2 separate regions of the Mus musculus genome follow, and region 1 is linked to region 2. A link is a contact called in public Micro-C data. All regions are on one chromosome and are shown on one strand. The core of a region is the stretch at or near the end of the contact, and the rest is flanking DNA. Distances in the headings are between cores, read along the strand shown. Region 1 overlaps Gm38600 (a long non-coding RNA gene). Region 2 overlaps Spag1 (sperm associated antigen 1).

What was found. Hi-C and Micro-C count contacts between places; a contact is called where the count stands out from the background.
Region 1: a contact with region 2 is called in a Micro-C map of granulosa cells, with 4 times the contacts expected there. The contact joins two enhancer-like sites. A contact is called at or near these places in 1 of 39 promoter capture datasets (embryonic stem cells), 5 of 484 Hi-C or Micro-C datasets (CD4 T cells, Th1 cells, embryonic stem cells and 2 more), 5 of 115 datasets of contacts at active chromatin or transcription factors (the SCID.adh cell line, bone marrow-derived macrophages, effector CD8 T cells and 2 more) and 3 of 9 other capture datasets (adipose tissue, liver and pancreatic islet).

Annotation. Positions count from the first base shown.
Region 1 is chr15:36,333,477-36,336,176 of GRCm38.p6, reverse strand. All of the region lies in intron 4 of Gm38600 (a long non-coding RNA gene), which reads right to left. Among named protein-coding and RNA genes, the nearest start is that of Gm33826, 3.9 kb to the right of the region's middle. Within about 2 kb of position 1,261, at least 35 of the 459 cell types and tissues checked have an H3K27ac peak or open chromatin away from gene starts, as enhancers often do. A contact at or near this core is called in granulosa cells, where this site is marked.
Region 2 is chr15:36,181,364-36,184,289 of GRCm38.p6, reverse strand. It overlaps Spag1 (sperm associated antigen 1), which reads right to left. Exons shown (of 20, transcript NM_001359982.1): 3 at 2,447-2,594; 4 at 474-633. Among named protein-coding and RNA genes, the nearest start is that of Spag1, 6.1 kb to the right of the region's middle. Within about 2 kb of position 1,274, at least 23 of the 459 cell types and tissues checked have an H3K27ac peak or open chromatin away from gene starts, as enhancers often do. A contact at or near this core is called in granulosa cells, where this site is marked.

The DNA of each region.
Region 1 (2,700 bases), core at 12-2,511, 150 kb before region 2:
ACTGTTAATCCTTCTGCCTCCACCTCCCTCCCATGTGTTGGGATTACAGCATGTGCCACCATGTCCCTGTCTGGCTCCTTTTCCAATTTTAAACTTTTAAATTATCCCCAGGAAACATGGACTTGGGAAGTGGTACCCTGACAACATTTCCTGCAGATCTTCCCACGATCTCTACCCACTGGGAGGATTTATGTTCTAAAGACCAAATTGTCTCCTGATAACAGCTCTTCCCACCTCCTCCCTCTAGCATCCCTTCTTGATGGTGCCTGGGCTAGTTCAGTCTTATCCAGTGGTGAACATCCCAGATGCATAGATGCCAATTACTTAAAGGTGGGTTCATAACTGACAGGGATTTTCCTTAGATTGCATTCTTCCATCCTCAGCCAGCTGAGAGTCCTTTGCTTTATGTTTTTTGTCACTGGGGAGTGAAGTTCTCTTGTCTGGGTCTGTAGCTTGGCTGGCAGTTAGGCCAGACTACATTTGACTTTGAGATCAAAGTAGCAATCCTCCCCTAGTGTTATAAACAAGTCTACTTGTGTTAGTTTCCCACCATTTGTGTGAGGTACACTAATCACATTTCTGGTATTGTGATGAATGTCTGTGACAGATCAACTTATGAAGAGTAGCCATTTATTTGGGTACACAGTTTGGAAGGCTTCTGCCAATTGATTCCAGTCGTTTGTAAACTACACTAGACTCTGAGAGAGAGAGAGAGAGAGAGAGAGAGAGAGAGAGAGAGAGAGAGAGAGAGAGAGAGAGAGAGAGGAGATTCTTGTGCTGTTTTGAAAAAAGTGAAATTAGGATCTGGGGCATGTGAACCATGAAGTAATAAGTATGCCCTATTGCTTCACTGGAGTTGTGCTATCCAGCTAGCTTGCATTTCTAGGTGGTAAAGGTCACCACCAGGAATGAAAACATGTTAGGACGGGGTATACCAGATGTCCTAAGAAAATCTAGACAGTGGGTGGGAAGAAAGCTATAACAATACAATACAAGTCTTTAAAAGTTATATTTGCTTTGTTTTGCTCTGGCCTTATTTTCATGCTGTTCCAAGCTTTGCTGCCTAGCATCCACCTAGAAGGAATGTCTGTCGTTCTTCCAACTTACCATGTCTCTAGTCAACCTCCACACTGTGCCACTATGGTGAGCCTTCCTCATGATCACCCAGCTTTGAGATATTTTGTTATACTTTAAAGTATTCTCTCCGAGTTTGAACTATACTACAGAGATAGCTGTGAACTTAGCCTAAGGTGATGCAACACTAGGCAGTGGCTGGAGCCATAGAGCAGCACCAGGAAAGACGTCCAAGGAAGAACTGATGGGAATCTGTGTTCATTTCTTGAGCCAAATGCTATGCTGCTTTCTGTGCAGCAATCATGTCATTTATCTCTCCCAGAAACAAGGTCGCCTTGCTAGCAAGTGCTGGTACTAAAACTCATCCCCAGGCAGCCTGCCCTGCCACACTGATGTACTGCAAGCCTGTGTGATTTGGAAGGCCGTTCCTCAATGTCATGTGCAGTACAATTAGACACGATTGAATCATTCCCTCCTGAATCACTCGTGAATATTGCAATCTGGGGGGAGGAGTCCCCCAAGACCACAGAGATTGTGTGACATGAAATCAACTTCTTTTAAAAGGAAGTCCTGAGGAGCAAATGCTTCGGTCAGGCTGCTCCTCTCTGGTGAACATCCTGGCAGGAAACTTCCAAGACTGCCTGCGGTAAGCACAAGAGACTTAGGAAGGAATTGGTTGCCCTTGACTCTCATTGGGTTTCCTGTTTTGCCTTCCAACATTTGCACAGATTACAAAATATTTTTAGGAACAAAATTTTTGTTGTTGATGTTGCTTTTTCTCTTGCATGAGGTAAGATCTATGTTGGCAAGTGATCAGTTATGGGAATGACTGAGCTACCTGAAGCCAAACAATACTCTTCCCTTTTGAAGCCTGCTCTTTGCCTGTTCTCTATTCACTTCTAATCCCCACCCCTCCCTTCTTGCTCCCACTCTGCCTATTCTTGAAATGCTTTATCAGTCTTATTTGCATATATACCTGACTCTTGACCAGACTGACAGCTTCCTGTTTATCGAGGTGTTTCCATGGCTCTCAACCCACAGCAGCCACTCACAGGAGCTAATGGAATGAATGAAAACAGATTGGCAATTAACTGCTGGAAGTCTGTCAGCACTGAGAGAGAACCTACCTGAGGAGCTGGGCTCATCCTGTCTCAGAGCTGCTGTTGCTGCTGAGCAGGTCCACAAGTCCTTACTCTTAAGCAGATTAGGGGCTCAGGGAGCTATGTGATTCATCTAAGGTGACACAGGTTGTAACGAGCCATGAACCAAGCTCAAATAACCCTTTCCTCAAAATTGGCAGATAAAGAAAACCAGCAGCTTGGAGGGTTTTCCGATCCTCATGACTTCTGGTGACTTTAAAAGCTTTCTTCTGTGTGGTATGGTAGAGTGAAGTTGTGGAGACACTAGTCACTTTACTTCTTTGTGATCTTTCCTAGAGAAAGCAGCATGGTGGAGAAGGAAGGTGGCTGGATATCTTCCAGGGCAGAGTTCAAGTCCTGGTTCCTGACACCATCGCCAACATCCCTCTATTTGTCCTAGAGGGGCAATCACTCTCATAGCCTTTGAAGGAGAAAGTAAATCACACACACCCAGTGGAGCGGCAGGCATCCTGTTTGGTCAAGGTAG
Region 2 (2,926 bases), core at 25-2,524:
TTTGCTCAAATGACTTGAATTCTCCTAATTTATTTAGGGGGGATCAAGAAAGTCCAAAACAAACAAACAAATAAGCACAGCCAAATATCAAGTATTTCTGGTTTTGTTTTTTTGTGACTGAGTCTTGTGTAGGGAAAAATGACCTCCAATTCACTGTGTGACCAGGGTTGACCCCTTTCTCATCTCCTGCCTCTGCCTCCCCAGTGCCAAGATTACAGGTGGCAGCACCACACCCGGCTCCAAGTATCTTTATAGAAAGAAACAGATGGTGATTTGGTTATGGTTGAACATGATACAGAAAGCATTCACACACACAAATTCACAGTACATTACTAGAATTATGACGCCACCATTCCTTTGGAAGTAATCACCCCGAAAAGCCGGTCAGTGACAAGCTGGAAAGGCAGAATTTCAGGTGAGTGAAGTGGACGCACAGTGTTAGCGTGCTTGCCAGAGATGGATGCTTGCTCTACCTTTAGATCACTGTCGATTTTTTCCCACTCTTCCGCTGAAAAGCTGGATGCTGTCTCTGCAGGCTTGTCCTTCCTCAGAGCTCGACTTTTAGGAGCCAAGTTGGTGAGGCACTTCTCGCAAAATTCCGTGAGTTCAGGATAGTAGCCTTCTTCACCAGACCTTAAAAAGCAGTTTAATTTTAGAGTTGGCATCTTACTTCGAGGCTCTACCATCCTTGATCTCAAGGGCTGTGCAAGGCGGGAGCTGGGAGGCTGGCTCGGCCATCACTGGCCATTCCCATCAGCAAATCTACAGCATACACAGGGCTGAGGACTCCAAAGAAACCAAGGTGAGTTACACACATTAAAGGTTGAATTATGGGCCAGGGAGCCAGCTTGGCTGCTCTTCCAAAGGACCTGACTTCATTCCCACGTGGCAGCTCACTTCTGTCAGTGCAGTTAGTTCCAGGCTATCTGACTCCCTCCAACCAACACCTTCTGGCCTCTGTGGCTACTGGATGCACATAGACGTACATACAGGCTCAATACCCATATGCATAAAATAATACATATTTAATTTCAATAAGTAATATTCTCTTTCCTAACATATATATGTTCATTTTATGCACAGAGCAATTTCAAAATGTATACTGGAAATTCAGTATTAGAGACAGGCTGACAGATAATGCAGGCTTCCATGTCAAAGAGTTTCTGTTAAAAAAAAAAGTCTCATTTTGAGTCAAGGTCTCATACAGCCCAGGCTGATTTCTACATCCTGTGGCTTAGGATGACCATGAACTTCTAATCCTTCTGGGCTCACATTCCTTGTGCTGGACGGCGAATGCTTGCCACCAAATTCCACTGATGTGACTCAAACCCAGTGTCTCATGAATACGAGGCAGACATTGTAAAACATCCCCAGCCCTTGTCACTGTTGCTTGTTTTTAGATTTAATTATTTGTATATATGTGAGTACACTGTAGCTGTCTTCAGACACACCAGAAGAGAGCATCGGATCCCCATTACAGATGGTTGTGAGCCACCATGTGGTTGCTGGGAATTGAACTCAGGACTTCCGGAAGAGTAGTCAGTGCTCTTAACCACTGAGCCATCTCTCCAGGACTGTTTGTTGGTTTTTAATGTATGAGGAGAAAATGGCTGAGAAACAGCTTAGACAAAACACTCTTAAAGTAAACCACTCAAGAAACAGAATCCCTTCCCTAGAAAGCTAGATGAAGTTCTGAACTCCACAGGCCTCCTTGGGCACTGGCATACATGTGCCAAGATACATACATACATACATACATACATTCATACATACATACATACATAAGTCTTTTAAAGGGAAGAAGGTCAGAGAAAATAAAAGCAAGGACCAGTGAAGAGCCAAGAATCATGACTGCATCCTGGGAAGGCTGTTGGCTCAGGAGCCACAAGTGCTTCTGCAGCCGAACGCTCTTCTTCAAATCCAATCTCTCAGGAAACCCACTGACATCCCAGGTTGGTACTCCATGGGGCAGAGACTCTTGAAACTCATGACAATCAGCTGCATTGTTAAAAGCTCGCTTCCCTTCTCAGGCTTCCTGAAGTGGAACGGCTGAGAATGAGGCACTCAAAACAACTACATCTGGACACCCATACAAGATTTGACATCACCAGGCTCGGATAACTTCCTGTTTCAGGCTCTCCACCATCTTCCCTGGGATCAGGCAGCAGAGAGTCACCCTTAGCTGTCAGAGAACCAAAAAGTGCGCCTCCCCCAGTAGCATGTTTCCATGGCTTTACCTTTTCTTGGACAGCCAATGGAGGCCAGCTGACTACCCACTTGGATCCTAACCAGCCATGTCTCATGTGGTCCAAAACCACAGAATCAAACCAATCAGGGACCTATGTACTGACTTCAATATTTGAAAATTCCCCAACACTTCCATTGTTGATTTGTCTCCCTGAAGGCAATGGCATAAAAAGCATGAAATCATTTTTTAAATGCTTACCTCAGCACATAAAGAATTTTTTCCAGGTGTTTCACATCTGAACAGTTTTCAATATACTTGAAATCCAAATGTTCGATGGGAATTTTAAATGTTTTTGTTGTTCCAAAGCCCCACAATGATGGACAGTCCTTAGCCTTAGCAGTCATGGCTGAAACATAATGTAAAAAAACAGATGTGAATCTAATATACATAATTTAGCTCAATTATATATATCATATAACATTATCATATGTATGTAATAATATATATACACACATGTATATGTATATATGTATGTATATATAATTTAGCTCAATCTAGGTAGTCCTGAGTGATCTTAGAGGGAAATAAGCAGAGTGATTTTTTTTTTCCTCAAAGAGGAAGGTTGTCTGTTTTGAACTTTCCTCTCAATATTAACCAAGTCAAAATATTCATCATACATGTATTATCTAAGACTTCACCTTAAACAAGGCCTGACAGAACGATAAAACATTCGGGTGC